Regions from separate parts of the Mus musculus genome. Here all the other regions are linked to region 1. A link is a contact called in public promoter capture Hi-C data. All regions are on one chromosome and are shown on one strand. Each heading gives the region's core, a stretch centred on a gene start, on an enhancer-like site or on the middle of the called end of the contact. The rest is flanking DNA. Distances are from core to core; before and after follow the strand shown. Region 1 holds the start of Cd34 (CD34 antigen). Region 2 holds the start of G0s2 (G0/G1 switch gene 2). Region 3 holds the start of Lamb3 (laminin, beta 3). Region 4 holds the start of Mir205hg (Mir205 host gene). Region 5 has its middle 41 kb from the start of Mir205hg. Region 6 has its middle 66 kb from the start of Gm31870.

Evidence for each region. Promoter capture Hi-C pulls out the DNA fragments that hold promoters and counts their contacts.
Region 2: a contact with region 1 is called in a promoter capture Hi-C map of hippocampal neurons, with 4 times the contacts expected there. The contact joins the promoter of G0s2 here to the promoter of Cd34 in region 1. A contact is called at or near these places in 2 of 39 promoter capture datasets (embryonic stem cells and hippocampal neurons), 1 of 484 Hi-C or Micro-C datasets (stem cell-derived neural stem cells) and 1 of 115 datasets of contacts at active chromatin or transcription factors (astrocytes).
Region 3: a promoter capture Hi-C map of embryonic stem cells shows a contact between it and region 1, with 4 times the contacts expected there. The contact joins the promoter of Lamb3 here to the promoter of Cd34 in region 1. A contact is called at or near these places in 2 of 39 promoter capture datasets (the 3T3-L1 cell line and embryonic stem cells).
Region 4: a contact with region 1 is called in a promoter capture Hi-C map of embryonic stem cells, with 7 times the contacts expected there. The contact joins the promoter of Mir205hg here to the promoter of Cd34 in region 1. A contact is called at or near these places in 3 of 39 promoter capture datasets (embryonic stem cells, hippocampal neurons and liver).
Region 5: a promoter capture Hi-C map of second pharyngeal arch cranial neural crest shows a contact between it and region 1, with 6 times the contacts expected there. The contact joins the enhancer-like site here to the promoter of Cd34 in region 1. A contact is called at or near these places in 4 of 39 promoter capture datasets (the 3T3-L1 cell line, hippocampal neurons, liver and 1 more).
Region 6: a promoter capture Hi-C map of embryonic stem cells shows a contact between it and region 1, with 5 times the contacts expected there. The contact joins the enhancer-like site here to the promoter of Cd34 in region 1. A contact is called at or near these places in 3 of 39 promoter capture datasets (the 3T3-L1 cell line, embryonic stem cells and liver) and 1 of 115 datasets of contacts at active chromatin or transcription factors (embryonic stem cells).

What each region holds. Positions count from the first base shown.
Region 1 is chr1:194,937,506-194,940,117 of GRCm38.p6, reverse strand. Cd34 (CD34 antigen) reads right to left here and starts at 1,297. Exons shown (of 8, transcript NM_133654.3): 1 at 1,074-1,297. The coding sequence starts at 1,152.
Region 2 is chr1:193,271,858-193,274,469 of GRCm38.p6, reverse strand. G0s2 (G0/G1 switch gene 2) reads left to right here and starts at 1,282. Exons shown (of 2, transcript NM_008059.3): 1 at 1,282-1,481; 2 at 1,668-2,310. The coding sequence starts at 1,696. The coding sequence ends at 2,007.
Region 3 is chr1:193,300,709-193,303,320 of GRCm38.p6, reverse strand. It overlaps Lamb3 (laminin, beta 3), which reads right to left and starts at 1,327. Exons shown (of 23, transcript NM_008484.2): 1 at 1,180-1,327.
Region 4 is chr1:193,508,893-193,511,504 of GRCm38.p6, reverse strand. Mir205hg (Mir205 host gene) reads left to right here and starts at 1,295. Exons shown (of 3, transcript NR_166150.1): 1 at 1,295-1,780; 2 at 2,606-2,612.
Region 5 is chr1:193,549,612-193,552,223 of GRCm38.p6, reverse strand. No RefSeq gene overlaps it. Among named protein-coding and RNA genes, the nearest start is that of Mir205hg, 41 kb to the right of the region's middle. Within about 2 kb of position 1,298, at least 29 of the 459 cell types and tissues checked have an H3K27ac peak or open chromatin away from gene starts, as enhancers often do. A contact at or near this core is called in second pharyngeal arch cranial neural crest, where this site is marked.
Region 6 is chr1:193,587,975-193,590,586 of GRCm38.p6, reverse strand. No RefSeq gene overlaps it. Among named protein-coding and RNA genes, the nearest start is that of Gm31870, 66 kb to the left of the region's middle. Within about 2 kb of position 1,331, at least 37 of the 459 cell types and tissues checked have an H3K27ac peak or open chromatin away from gene starts, as enhancers often do. A contact at or near this core is called in embryonic stem cells, where this site is marked.

The sequences.
Region 1 (2,612 bases), core at 48-2,547:
GCATCTGATGAGGACTCCAGCCCGTGGTCACCTACCCGTGCACAGTGTAGCATCATTCTGGGCATTTTTGTCCAAGCAAGTTTTACTCCATCAAAATGGACATGTCTAGCGCTGCCAATCAGGAGAACCCAGAACCTAATTCAACTTCTCCTCTGCCAGCTCTCTTTGGGATAGACCCAAAGGCAATGGAGCAGAAGACTGGGAGAAAAGAGGTCTTGTGGGTAGATCCAGGCTACTCTACATGTTGAGTGTCCTTTAAGATATACAATGAAGATTTAGGAGCCCCAAGGGTTAAAAGCAAAATGAGTAATTCACAACCCTGAAAACCTCAAAGGACATGAGTTGGGATGAAGAACAACACCCTCCAGTGCAATAAAGTTTGCTATAGACTGAGTGAATACTATTTTTTGCCAACCTAAGAGGGGAAGAACTTAAGAAGTAAGAGTATGCGTGGGCAGCAGGAGGTGTCTTGGCCTGTCCACTAGCTTTAGAATCTGAAGGGAAGCAGAGCAAGAAAATTCCAACTAGCAATGAATGTATGTTTGTGCACGGGGAAGACTGGTGAGCAGAAGGACTTGGTGTGTACACCAAACCACCTCCCTACTAGCATCTGCATGGTTTCTGCAGGGGCGACTCTAGCTTTCTAATCTGAAATTTAAAATTGTCCTTTTTTTCCTCTCTGCCTGTTCTTTATTCCAGACTCTTCCACTAATGTCCCTCAGTCCTCCTTAAAGGTCTCCTGGCCCTTACTGGAAATGGCTACCCTCATGAATTCTTTATGTCCAAGTCCTGGGAACAATGGGTGCCTGGACCCTTCTCTGGACCACTCTGGGTCCTTGCTTCCTCAATTAAGGAGAGTTACAGAACTTTTCCTTCCTTCTGTCTGCATTCTAGCCTCAACTTTGAGCTTTGCACCTCCAGCCACGCAGAGGAGCTGGCGTCCCCCAGCACTACCTGAGTAAGCTCACTTCTGCGTGCTGGAGCGCAGGATTCCCAGGTGAGGTTAGTGGCCGGCGTCTTCCCTCCTCCCGGCCCATAGCCTGGTCCCTTGGCCCTCAGCTGTTAATACTCACGCAGCAGACTCATCAGGCAGAGAGCTACCCAGCGCCATGGCAGCAGGAGCCCCGCGCGCGTGTCCCTGTGGACCTGCATTCTCCTGTACCGCTCCGGAGATGCGCTCGGTGCAGGAGGCGGCCCGGCGCGGGACGCGCTCCTCCGCCCTGCGCAGGGGTGGGGGATATTGGCTCTCCTCCCCTGCTCCCTGTCCGGAGTGGGTGGGGGATGCTGGCTTATCCCCTCCCTGTTGCGTCTTGGTGAGGCCAGCCCCTCTCGTAGTTCCTACTTCACTTTTAACCGTGTGTCATCTTGGCTGCCTCTCGGCAGGGTCAAATTTCTCCTTTCTGATTTCTTTATTTTCAAGTTTTAAGTGTGGCAGGAAGCCACTGTGTACGCCTGAGTTTACAGGAGTATGATCTTTCAGCTAAGCAGGAAACAACACAATTCCAAGACACCTTTAGAGATAGTCACGGTGGAATCTGTGCTGCATGTTAAAATTGAGCAGGACACAAACAGGACACTAATAGCCTTTTCACAGTCCAGACCATCTGCTATCCTACCATCTCTCTTTTATACTCATTTTCCAGCAAAATCAACAGAATTTGTATTAACTTTCCTGTGATCATCCATATTTCCTTAGCTAGTTGGGTCATAGCAATTGTCAATACCATAGAGATAATATAGATACTCCATAGTACATGGTTTTTCTCCAATGTTCCCTTTTCAATCCTAGATTTAAGTTTCCTGATTCTATGGGAGCTTTTCTTGCCCTCCCTTCAGACAAAAGATTTCTTAGATTCTTACCCTGCCCTACCTAACAGACCTTCTAGCACTCCTTGTGCTTCTCCACGCAATGGTGCTGCATGTTGATGCGCTGGATTGCAGGATTCTGACTCGTCACAGGTCAGAAGATCAAGGCAGGAGGAGAGAGAAGCAAGACAAGGCATATAGCAGCAGGTAGAAATTGAGATAAGGCACAGAAGGGTCTGTGATGATGACTGTAAATACTTAGCCCTAGTTTTCCCATAATGTCTGGTCACATAACCTAAAGGGAGAAAGAAAGATCAGACAAACGCCCTGGATAAATTTCTGTATTTATTTCTCTGAAGATCTACCTCCACGAAGAAAGTACATTTGTTTGTGTTGCCTACCCTGGGCCTAATATACCTTGGGGTTGAGAAGAAGAGTATCAGTCCTCAAATCTATACTCTTACCCTGTTTCATATCACACCATTAAAACAAGAAGCGGAGGTTTTCATCATAATAAAGGCAGAGGCTCATTGAATACAACGACATTAAGTGAGTTTGTGTCAAAGTACAGTTGGCATATTGTGATGGAGAACCTGGAGGTAGGGTCAGAAAGGATTGCAAAATGTACTTTTAAAATTAAATTCTGGTCCTTGGAATATGAACTAAGAAGGAAATATTACACCTAATTCTTCAGTTTCAAAAGTGGATTTTCTTCTGGTACCTACATTTTGCTCATACTTTTTATGGTAGGTAAATTGTTATATGTAAAAATGAGTTGGTTCATTTGAGTCTACCTTTACTTCCAG
Region 2 (2,612 bases), core at 33-2,532, 1.7 Mb after region 1:
GGTACACCGATAGCCACAGCTAAATTATAGCCCACCCCACCCCCACCCAGGGGATCATATTTAATCTTAATCTAACCAGCTTCCAGAGAGTGTCCTCCGTCCTGGATCCCCACTCTAAGGGCACACTCTCCCAAACCTGAGAAGGGTGGCATGGAATCACTGTAAGAGGGTGAAATACTTTCATTACAGACAATTTTTTCCACGGGCCTTCTTTAAGGCTTACCGCCAATTTCACTTCTCAAGTAAACATAGAAGAGAAGGCAATTTGTGTGTGCGTGTGTGCATGTGTGTTGTGTACAAATATATATGACCCACACAGCCTAACACATACTAGGCAAGCACTCCACCACAAAACCACATCTATAACCCTCTATATTTTGATTTCTGACACAAAATCTCAGTTTATTCAGGTTATGCTCAAACTCACCATCCTCCTGCCTCTTGCTGGAATTACAGATATGTGCTTTGGGTTTAATAACTATTCCCTGTAATACAGAAATAACTATGGAAGCACCTTACTGAGGCTAATTTATTGTCCTCCCTCTCCCCCTCCCCCTCCCCTCCCCTCCCCTCCCCTCCCCCTCCCTCTCCCTCTCCATGTCTCTCTCTCTCTCTCTCTCTCTCACACACACACACACACACACACACACACACACACACCTCTATGCATTAGAAGAAACTCTCAAACCCTCAAAGAAAATCTTTCTATTAGGTAACTAGCAATGTTCCCGCTGTTCTCATGTCTTAGCAAAACCTAACAGCCAAGAAAGCAGCACTCTGGAAGAACATTCTACTCCCTGGAGGTACGGTTTTTCGATTTGGTTTGCCTGCTCACTGCAGGTTCCCTCTGTTGCCTTCCCTTCCACCCACACCCTCCCTGACTGGTGAGAGGTGACCTTTCTGAACGAAAACGAACCCCAGATTCCCTCATTAGGGTCTGTCTCTGTTCCTCCTGGACTACAGGGGAGCTTGGGCCAGGGAACAGAGCAACAGACAAGACTAGAAAGTGTGTCCTGTAAGGGAAGCACGCCACACCGTCACCTGGTGGTCTCCTCTTCAGCTGCACCCTGAAGTGGTGCCTTGGGCTTTCAGTTTTTGCAGCACCAGCGGGCTAGGGTCTCAGGGCGCACACAGCAGGGGCGTGCACTACTCGTGGTCACCTCCCTGGTCCCCCGCAGCGCCCCTCCCGTTCTTCCTTTCCACCCCTCCCCACCCCCACCCCACCCCACCCTCCCCCTCCACCACCACCCCCCGCTGCCACTCCCGCCCCGCTTCTCTTTCTGCAGTCAGGGCTCAGGCCAGTGAGCCAGGAGGCGGATCCCGGACAAAAGATATAAGGACTCTGTTCACAGAGCGCTGCAGCTGCGGAGTGTCCCTCCCAAAGAGCAGCAGCTGAGGGAAGAAGAACGCCAAAGCCAGTCTGACGCAAGGACGCCTGACCTTCTCCAGCAAGTGCTGCCTCTCTTCCCACTGCACCCTAGGTGAGCCTCCAGGCCCGGGAACCGAGGGTGGGCAAGAGACACCAGACCCCCTCCCCCAGCTGCCTTCTCCCCTGGGCTCGAGTTCCCCTAGTCAGCAGCCACCCCCTTTCTGTGTTTAGGGTTCCCTGTTCTCTGCTTCTTTCCCTCACCCGAACTCAACCCCATTCCTCTCTGCTAACTCTGCAGGCCCAGCCACCCACAGCCCAGAGCTCAGATGGAAAGTGTGCAGGAGCTGATCCCTCTGGCCAAGGAGATGATGGCGCAGAAGCCCCGAGGGAAGCTAGTGAAGCTATACGTGCTGGGCAGTGTGCTGGCGCTCTTCGGTGTGGTGCTCGGCCTAGTTGAGACGGTGTGCAGCCCTTTCACAGCCGCCAGCCGTCTGCGCGACCAAGAGGCTGCAGTGGTGGAGCTGCGGGAAGCGTGTGAACAGCAGTCCCTCCACAAGCAGGCCCTGCTGGCAGGAGGCAAGGCACAGGAGGCGACCCTGTGCAGCCGGGCCCTGTCCCTCCGGCAGCACGCCTCTTAAGGCCGGTGACTGACAGAGAAGGGAGACACAGATCATGACCCAGGTGGGCAACAGAGTCACATGCTGTTTCAAGGTGCCACCGAATCCAGAACTGACCCCACACAGATCACCTAAGGGGTCTGGGACTGATTTGCTGCTGTGCAGCACGCACTGTGATTTGCCCTAGGCTGTGCGAGCAATCAAGGAGCTATCACTTTGCATTAGAGAAGGAGACAGGCTTTTTATACAGTTATTTTTATTGTTATTATTATTATTGCAATGACTATCGTTTTGCATTTTGAAATAAAAACCTTTTATACTCTATCTCATTATTTAATTCTTGGGAGGTGAGATGACTCTCTCACCCAGAACTGTGGCTAGTCCTGCTTCATACCTGGGGCTTGAATACTGCCTGGCACAAGACAGTTCTACTCACACAAGAGTGAAACTCTAAACATGGTACAGGAGTTAGCATTTTTTGGATCACAAGATAAATCAATTTCTGACCTTGAGTGAGAGAGAGAGAGAGAGAGAGAGAACCAGTGGATTTCTAGAGCAAAGAAAAAGTTATTTGTCTTTTACTCCATTGTGCTGGAGATTCCTATGGCTGATCTCTCTGCTTAAAT
Region 3 (2,612 bases), core at 78-2,577, 1.6 Mb after region 1:
GAAATCCCAGGATCAGCTTCCTCTTCTGAACTGTGTGGAAACATGGGGACTGTGCAGGAGGAGGGAGGACATCCCATTGCAGCAGATAACTAAAGGGAGGTCTAAGGCTTTGTTTCTGCAGAGGGGGGGGGGGGGGACAGGCTTCTCAGGGCTTCAAACCAGGCTTAGGTACAAGCCAAAAGCACCCAAGCCAAAGGTGCTGAAAGTCTAGAGGCAGGTCATTTCCTGAGTTGACAGGGTCTCCAGGATTACAAGGCTACAGTGCAGGTGAAGCTGTGGTAGCCACAATTCTAGGAAAACCAGGCTGCAGGAATGCTATGGGAAGAAGAGAGATCTTTAAAAGCCACCTGGGGTGCCTTGGGGAGAGGTGAGGTGGCACTGTGGGAAAACATGGGTGCTGTGGGGAGGGGGGAGGTGCTGTGGGGAGAGGTAGGGTGCTGTGGGGAAAGGTGGGGTGCCGTGGGGAGAGGTGGGGTGCTGTGGGGAAAGGTGGGGTGCCGTGGGGAGAGGTGGGGTGCTGTGGGGAGAGGTGGGGTGCTGTGGGGAGAGGTGGACCCGACAGTTTTAAGAAAAGTAAGAGCATCTCAAAGCATCTCCCGTTCTGAACAAAAGCACAGAAGGCAGCTGGAAACAGTGCAGGAGGCAGGCCCACTTCAGAGGCATGCACCACCCTTCCTCCACTGGTCAGCCTAATGACATCCAAGCAGCTGGGGAAGAAAGATGGATGGTGGTCAGGCAGAGGGGAACCAGCAGCCTTTCTGCCATTACATCCCAATGCTTCGATGGATGTCCTTCCTACAGAGCAGTCGGGAACCCAAGCTGGGACTGTGGCCTGAGGTCTCAGGGCCACTGAGGGTCAAAGACAGAAAGCATCCCTGACATTTCGCAGTACTCTCTGCACTCATGCCCCAGCTGAAAACCCACCAAGAATGAGGCTGAGCAGAGCCCGGCCATGACCATTCCTCCCACCTTGCCTTCGTACTAAGCCCAGATTTTAGCTGCTTTCTTCTAAGTCGCCAGCAGCTTATCAGCCATGAAAAGCAGTTCAAACAGCCGCAGACGTTTACCCAGGTGTTCTCAGGTGAGCTCCCAGAGGAGTGCTGCATGGGCCCTGCAATCGGCCTTGGCCCCAGACCTGCTCCATCCACCCCCACAGGACAGGTAAGGCGGAAAACCTACCTCACCCTGAGCTCCTATGCTCCCCTGCCTTTCTCCAGATCCCTCTCGGAGAGCTCCCTGGGAATGTGGGGTCCCCTCTCTTGGCTCCACAGTTTTAAACAACAGCCTCACCTCTGGAGACTCCCTGGCTGGGTGTAGCCCCACTGCTGGCGGCCTCAGGAATCTGGCAGCTGCCACGCCCATCTGATGTCACTGCACCCCCACCCTCAGGACAGGACTAGGCAAGTGGGTTGGTCTTGGAGGCTTCCTGCCCTTAGGTGTCTAGAGGGCTGGAAGGTGCTGGAAACAGACAGCAACAGGGGCTTCAGAAATGGGGGGGGGGGGTGTTGTCCTTGGGGCAGGGAAATTTGGCACCTTCCCAAGTCTAGTAGGTGTCAGCTTCCTCTTAAGTCCCAGACTACCCTGGATAGAAGACCAACCGGGCAGGTGACACACAGCATATAGTGGATCGTGTTAGGGTTTGGGCATGTCACTGGGCTGGACAGTAGACCCAAATATTCAGAACCCTGGAAAGCACCATAATCATCCCAAAGAAAAAATGTGGAAAATCCCAAGTTCCAGGGAAGTTTGGGGGGCGGGGGAAGAATGCCCTTAAAAGCTCAGGAAGTGGACAAAGCCCAGTTTTCCCACAGAAGTTGAACAGAGCAGCCTGCATTCTGAGCCTCACGCTCCCTTGGCACTGCTGGCAAGGAGCCCCAGGACAGGTAACTGCCTGTGAGTCACTGTCCCAGCTGCTCCTGAGCCCCACCCTCCTGGGCAGGAATGCCAGCCTGCAGGGCCAGGAAATAGACCTGACCAGGGGTGGGAGAAGGCTGAGGCACAGCTAGGCTACTAAAGCCAAGGCAGGCTTCCCCTGGCACCAGCCAGGCCCAGGAACATAGTCCCTTTGTGGGGTCTCATGGGCTCCAGCCACTAAGTGCAGAAGCAGGACCAGGAGGAAAGAATACTTCCCCTTCAGGTTGGGTCAGAGAGCATCTCAGCAAACCTGGAAAGTCATGGATCCTGTCCTGGTCCTGAAGACACTGATTTTTTTTTTTAACACACTTTCCTCAAAGTCACAATTTGAAGGAGACTCTCTTTTTCTGAGTCAGGGTTCCACATACCCTAGGCTGGCATTAAAGTCACTAAAAAAGTCAACAAGGACCGTGATTTTCTGATTCTCCTGCCTCCACCTCCCAAGTGCAAGGATTACAGGTATGCACACCATGCACAGTGTACATTATGCTGAGCACAGAACCGAGGACTTCATTTGTGCTGGATCAGGCACTCTACCGCTGAGATCCATCCCCAGCCATAAGCAAGACTCTGCAATGTCCCTATTCCAGTGTGCCAATGTTTCCTTTAAATTAGAGGGATACACCTGAGATCCCTTAAAGGGAAAAGTAGAATGTTCTGTGGACTGAACTGGATATGTCTTACCCTGAGCTTCACAT
Region 4 (2,612 bases), core at 46-2,545, 1.4 Mb after region 1:
CAGACTCTTAGCAATGGAAGGGGAATGTTTCCTTTAGGGGATGCTCATTGCATTGTATTAATCTGTTTCTATGACTGTTCACTTGTATCTAGGTGTATCTAGTTGGGAGAGCCTAAAAGATGAACTCAAAGGATACAGAGTATCCCCTGCTGGGATGAGCTGCTCAGTGAGTGAATGGATGAAATGGGGAAAAGAAAGGCATAGGAAGAAGGCACAGTGAGCAAGAACTGACAAAAGGCAGTGAGAGTTATATTCTGGGAGACTTTGTATGAGTCAGTGAAGCCACATAGGTCTGGGTAGGCACACATCTTGACTTAATACTAGCTATAGAAGTGTGCCTCATAAGCATTATAAGCCTCCTTCCCTAGCTGTGGGAAGAGGTTGGAGTTAGCAGGTGGCAAAGAAGATTTGCAGCAGGTTCTCCGAGTGGCTCTGGAACAGACCAATATGCTCTGCATACTGTGTTCTGCGGTTCCTTACTCTCCTGAAAGGGGAGGACTCTGCTTTTGCCCAGAAAGGGTCTACTTTGAGAACAAACAAAAGACACCAAACTTCTAGGATTCATTTAAAGAGACTTCTATATCCCATGTCCTCCAGGAAAACTAGGCAAAAGGGAGCAGGAGCAGTGCTAAGGAAGGAGGAGGGACAAGGAGAGGGGGAGGGGGGAATGGATGCATGGAGGTGAAGCGAGGTGGGAGGTAGAACTAACAGCTTCTTCCCCAGTTCCTTCTGTCCTCCCAACTCCCTCACACAGCAGAGGCCCTTCCTCTAAGGAAAGAAAGGGAAGTGAGGCCTCTTGGGTTATAAAACCAGGATAAGTCACAAGGTCCCTGAGGCTCTGTCCCTCCTCCGACCTCTTCCTGCAGCACCACATAGATGAATGGACAGGTACTGGGCTAAAGGTGCGAAAGGACTTTGATTCCTGCTCCCTACACAGCTCCGTATGGATGTAAGCATGTGGACACACACACACACATGAACAGCCTCCATGACCCAGATTAAGATCTGAAAGGTCCTTGCCCTCTACTATTGGGGGGGCTGGAGCTTCAGCCCAAGGCTAAGATAACCTGCGTCTTCTTGCTCTGGGCAGAGGGAGACCCCCACCTGACTACAGAAACAATGAGAGAAAAAGGTTTGAATTCAGAAAGGCCTCTGCAAGCACGTCCCACCCCCAGAGGTGTGGTTCTTGGAGGCGGATCCAGCAGCCAAGTCCTGTCTTCATTGGTTGGGCTCAGCAGGTAACTGGAAACTTGGCTGAGAGGTGCATAAATAGAGAGACCGGTGCCGCCTCCTCACCCCTGCCTTAGAAAAACCAGTTTCTCTTTTATTGTCTGTGGCCAAGCTCTATTTAGCTGAGCCTCTGCACTCCACCCCCTCTCTTTCCAGCTTCCTTTAGCCCCCTCTCTGCCACTTTCTCCTACTTTCCTATTGTCTTTTACTAAAGAGAGGACCACGTGTCTCTTTCTCCAGGAGCAACTTCTCTGCCCAGGCCGCTGAGCTGAGCACCCTATAGAGCATGTGCCACCTCTTCTAGTCCTCAATTCTTGAGGGTAAAAGACTTTCCCAAGACTTAAAAATTCTTTATTGTTGTTGTTTTGCTTTGTTTTGTTTTGTTTTTTTGTTCGTTTTGGTTTGGTTTCTTTTCCCCAGGATTCTCTAACCATCCTCCAGCTTGGTACTCTCTTTAGAACCCCCCCCCCCAAAAAAAAAGTATTATTTTGCATCAAAGGCAAAGCTGAGCCTGATATCCGAAGGTATAGGTACTCCCATGTACTTGCAGGTGAGTCTGAAATCTCCGGTTTGGGCGGGTGAGTGTCTTGATCCTCAGGATCATGCATAGGGCCAGAGGGAAGAGTGGAAGGCGGGCTTCACTGGAAATCAAGTATCAACTTCTTTCTTTGTTTTCCGGGGAATTTCTGAGCTGTTGGGTGTTAATCTTGATGATAATGGAAGTGGGTGCCAGGCAGCTGAATACCAACACAGCAATTCTGTCGAGCTTCCTGGGGACTGACTTGACTAGAGGAATGTGTACCCACTGCCTAGTCCTAGGGTACTTAGCAGCGCATGCAAGACCTGCTTCCCTTCTGAGGTTCTTAAGTGCAAGATGGGTTTTTAAGACATTTAGGGCACAGCCCTGAAGGCCCCTGGAAGAGCAATCACTGGCTAAAACTCTAGCCCAACATGAGCCTTGTTGGTTCTCTGACCCAACCCAATACTGTAACTAGACAAGACACATCACTGGAGATTGCATTGGTAAAGGCCTGCTGAGTGGGAGAACCTGAATACTAGACATGATATGCAGAGTGTATCAGGTATAAGTTTCCAGGTTGTAGATCAACTCTTCTTACAGCAGCAGCAGGTCTGGTCTGCAGGAACAGAGGGATGTTATGAGGGGAGGCAAGACTTTCCTGAGCTGCCTCCGCCCTACCCTTTCATATGGCCTGTTAGCGCTATCAAGCCTTTTCTTCTCTGGATTCCACTGGGAGGATCAAGATCTCAAATAAGGATGAGTCCAATTGTGGACTTGAGGAATCTGATGGGCTTCCTTAAGAGTTGGGTAAGGGGAGCTTGGACAGAGACCTAATGATGACCTTTTTGTTTTCAGAACTGAG
Region 5 (2,612 bases), core at 49-2,548, 1.4 Mb after region 1:
TGAGTTGGTGAGAAAATGAATTAAATCAGAAATTCTTTGGGGCAAATTGCATATTGAAATGAACAGTTTGATGCATAACCCCTTTGCCCCCCTCCAAGTTGAAAAAAAAAAAACCAGAAAGGAAGGAAAAAGGCAGCAAGCATGCCTCTGCCACGAGAGTCATGCCACAGCTGCATCTCTGACTGCTTTGCAAGACAATGTCTAGAGTTTGAGTTTTACAGTCATTATTTGATTGGCATTGCATGACAATTGTGGCTATATTTTTGGAGAAATTTCAAAGCTAATGATTTCCAGTTTTTAATCATGGGAGTATTTATTTCCTACCCTGGCATAATTGCTCATGGCTCCACATCCTTTTTTTTATGGGAAACAAAGCAAAGTGAAAATCAGGGTGAATTAGTAAATTGATCTTATATCTGTAGAGGCTTGGTGATGCATGCATGACCTAGAGCCCAGGAGGCAATGTGCTGACTTCACCTTGTTTGAAAAACTGAACATACCACTGTTGTCAAGGACACAACATTTGTATCCTAAGAACAAAAGGAACAGAGAAGGCTAATGATGGAAGAGGTCATTTGACCCTGGTGAACACATAGCTTCCTGCCCCTTCTGTTCAGAATCCAGGGTCATGTTTCGGCCACAGGTGTAGAGAAATTATTTTCACCCATTTGCACTGAGGAGGAAAGCTAACTGAGCAGTCTGCTCCCTCTGTGAGTGAATAAGGACTTGCTTTGTGAATTAATCAAACAAGGTGGTAGGTGTGTATACACTCTTAAGGGAGAAGAGCAGGGCTATGTTTGGGGATGCTTTTAAAGGCTATCACATTAGTTTCATATGCTTTTGGATAAAGCTGTTTTCTCTCAAGAGATAGCACCCAAAGTTGAGCATGGTGGCACACACATTTACCTCATACCTCGGTCTCAGAAGGTATGTGATGTGCCCAGGTCACAAAGCTAGTCCTCAAGTCCTCGTAAGATTCCTTTCCATAAACTGAAGCACACAGATGGGGCAGCAAAGATGAAGACCCTGTGCTTAAGTACTCTGTGAATGGGCTGGGGATGTGGCTCTGTGCTCGAGCAATTGTCTAGCATTCACAAGGCCCTGGGTTCAACCTTGGCATCTCAAGAAGAAAAGGCTGTGGAACAAAAGCAGGGAGAAAACTGGGAGGTGAGCTTGGAGCAGCCTCACTTTTCACCCTCCACCATCTGTTTCTTGCCTGCAAGCTCTTCTCAGCACTCCTGCCTCTGCTCTGCCCAGACAAGTCCTAGGCTTCTGGAATGCATCTGTGACTTCTTATCTGGGAGCTAATCACTAAATAGCAGGTGGCTTTAGGGTTTCTGTTTTTCATCTCTTGCTCTGTCCTCTCTCTCTTTCTCTCTCTCTCCTCTCTTTAACTCATTTCCTCGGGGCTATGAATTTCTGAATCTCAAACAGGAAACCTCCCTGATATGTTCACACCTGGAATACAGTTCTCTTTGTTTGGAGACTATAAAAAGGAGCAAGGAGAATGAAGACGGTCCTGTCTCAGGGAGAAAAGGATGTCAGCGAATGTTAACATGGGCTCTGGAAGGCAGGCACTCATGCATGTGTTCAAACTAAACATCCTTCCTTTCAACTCCCATCTTTCTCCGCTCATCTCCACTCCTGGCAAGTGTCTAACAAGACAAAGAGTCTTTGCTGTGTGTCACATCGGTTATCAACACTCTGCACAAATAGGTTGACAGAGGAAACCAACAAAGTAGCTCTGCGGGCCTGTTTAGGGTTGAAATAACAACCCTACAGCCTTCGGGCTCCTGGAGATTGGCTCATATTTTGTTCCTACAAATGTTAGGCGCTGGTTCCTGAGAGAAGCTGTCATCAACATGTCTGTCCCTGTGGGTGTCAGGAAGTCTCACAAAGCATTCTATGCCGTCCGTGGACTTTCCATTTTGGAATGAACTTTAGGGGGTCGTTTGGTCCAGGCTCTTGGTCTCCTCTATCTCTAGCACTAAGTTTATGATCTTAAGGGCACTTAGCTCTCTGTGAGGGAAAGACAACAGAACACTGGACACCAGGATGTACACCCTACTCCATGCTTCTAGTCTCTAACCCATGGGCATTTGAACCCCATGGGTGCATTGCATTTGCATAAAACAGTGTTTATAGATTTATTAAAGAGGTAATTCATAACCTTGGTAGTTCCAATATATTTATACTTATTTATTATACACAAATTACCTTCTGTGTACCAGGAGCCAGGCTAGGTCCTGAGTACCCAAGAGACAGAGAGGGAGCCAAACACCTATCCTGCCTATCCCTGCAGTGAAGACAGTGCAGACAGCTGCAGAAATAGAGTGGAAGAATTCACTCTAGGCTGGATGCTGAGAAGGGAAGTCTGAGACTAATGGGGTTCAAACTCCTTTTAAGTATGTTTCTCTCTCTCTCTCTCTCTCTCTCTCTCTCTCTCTCTCTCTGTGTGTGTGTGTGTGTGTGTGTGTGTGTGTGTGTGTGTGTGTGTGTGTGTATGTGATGCACATATATTCATAAGTACTTTTCTCTTAAAATGTTTTTATCTACAAAATGCTTAGATTCAAATGTGTTCTCCATTCTACAAAGTTTGGATACCATTTCTC
Region 6 (2,612 bases), core at 82-2,581, 1.3 Mb after region 1:
CTGGAGAGCAGCTCCCTCCTCCAGGCGTCTGTGGTGCTTCCTATAATCACAGAGTCCCTGGACTTGTCCGCCTGTCATCTAGTCTCTGTTTATTCCCCTTCCTGCCCCTGAGGGCAGAGCAGAGTTCTTTTTCACCTGCCTTCCTTCAGGGAGCACAACACTGAGCCTGCATATCATATGGTTGGGAAAGCTCTAACTGAATATGGTTGGGAAAGCTCTAACTGAATGGTAAATGACTTCTCTCTCTTCCACACTCCCTCCCCATTAACTCATACCCAGTGAGGCAGGAAGATCCATCTACTCAGCTGCAGGATAGAGGAAAGGCTCTCCACAGCAACGCAAAGCCAGACACCAGGGTTACAGTGACCATGGCCCAAGATGTTACTAACAGAAATGCAATTTTCAGATTGTCTTCATGTGGCTTGTTAATGTGATAATTAGCTAACTGTGTAATGTAAAGCAGGCTGGCTATGAGCTGGCCCCTCTCAGAGGTGAAACAAATGAAAGAGTGTGCCTGCACAACCAACACACAAACATAAACAAGGTATTAAACATCCCCCTCCAGTCTTAAAAAAGCAGGAATAAGAGCTTTATCCCCAAAGCAATTGTCTTTCTTCTCCTTTCTCTTACTCTCCCCACCCGTAAGCACTTTAGAGAAAGGTGTGATGTTGCTCTCACAGATAAATAGTAACCAAACTATGATGATGCGAATGTGATCATATCTCGATGACAAAGGGGAATTAAAGGTGGATTCTTTTACTGATTCTGAGCAGTTTACTGATCCTGAGCAGCGGGCTCTCGTAACTGCTCACTGTATCAACCGGTTAGTCATTCTCCTCATTATCTTTAATGTCTTATTAGCAGGCTTCATTCATCTGGTTTTTATCTGTTTCACTGGAAGCAGTTTTAATCTCATTTCAGTGGCACTGATAAGCCTGTTAGTTTGCACAAATTGGTTTTGGTGACAATGTGTAGATAGTTATAATGTGTGGTTTCCAAACAGAAAAGAGAAATCTATTTAGGTCCAAAGAGACAGGTGGAGAGAGGGGAGCTGAGGCAGTTGAGACAGGAAAATAGAAAAGAAGAAAAAATGGAACAGGAAAAAACAGATTAATTGCTACTGCCCCCCCCCCACTTGCCACCCCTACTACCATCCCCTCACAACCATCCCTCCCACTGTCACCTCTCTCACTTCCATCTCCCTCTGTAACCTTCCTACCACCTCTTCTCTCCCCAACCCCACACCACTCCCTCACTACCCCTTACTACTGTTCCACTCTTCTCGATGTTAACAATCCCCCTCCCCCCATCTGCCACTAAATGCCAACGGTGATAGCAGAGTCCTAGCACAAGGTGGCGCGCCTGAGCCAACAGCATCTCTTATCATCCCTAGGAGAGCCCACATGCAACTGGCAGAGAATCTGTCCTCTGTGATTTGCACCCCAACCTGAGAACCCAAGTCTCAGTTTCTTAGTTTGCACTCTGAATTGGTTCCCTTCCAAAGTTCCCCTGCTCCAGGCACTGACACCGGACTGTCTCTGTGGCCAGCCCAGTTAAATGCAGATGTGTGGTCCTCTCGTGGTTAGATGGGCCTCATTGTTCTCAGTGAGGAGGTATCAAGTGCACGGGTTAACATAAATATAGCTCCTTGCTGCCCAGAGTATGAGTCCTCTTCTAGAGAATCGATAGCCACCACATAAACAGCAAGGCAGAGACTGGAAAGGCTCCAAAGCTTTCTTTCTGATTTTTCTCTGCTGCTGCTGCCAGGCAGTGAGGTTGTGTCTCAATGCAAGGGTCCCTTTCTCGGGAGCTTTTATCTTAGAACTATGTCAGAAATGATTTAAAATCAAAATTCCACATCACATGGCCTAACCCCTACTTGATTTACTCATCACAATGGGGGGCGGGGAGCATTCTCTTCAGAAGAATGTAAAGCTTCCTTGCAGGCTCAGAGTGTGTTGTTTCTGAGGCAAGCAAGCAGGAGCTGTACAGAGACCGGAGCTGCCACAGGGGTTGGGGTGGGAGGGCCCTAACAATATTCTAATGTCTCAGCTGAGGAGCATGCCACAGCTTGATTTCCAGGCTCCCGGCATTCCACAAATGTCCAGTCCCTGCCTCAGATTCATCCTCACAGCCCCAAATGTTGCTATGAAGTTGGCTGGTGGGAGTCTAAAGTAGATTTTACTCTTTTTCAGAGACCAAGAAAGCTACATCATCCTCTAAACTTAAGCAAATGTCAGCTACCATCTATTTTAGAATCTGAAACTCTTTACCAGGTATTTCAAGTAAACTAAATCGAGAAATCTCACGTTCCCTCTTTAAAACTCATTCCCCTGTCTCCAGCTTAAAAGCACACCCACCCTGTAATTACTCTGTGTCTCGGGGTGAGGTTTAAAGTCTAGCTTCTGATTGAGCCTTCTGGGAGACATGGAATCCAGCAGAGACACAGATGTCCAACACCTGCCTTAAGCATTCAGGAGAGTGGCATCCTCCTGTCTCAACCTAGTTGCCATCGGGCAGTCTGTGTCATCGGTGCCTTGGAGAGCTCCTCATGATCTAGAAATGTGTTGGTTGCTATGCAACTTCAGTGTCTCCTTCAAATGCACATGAAA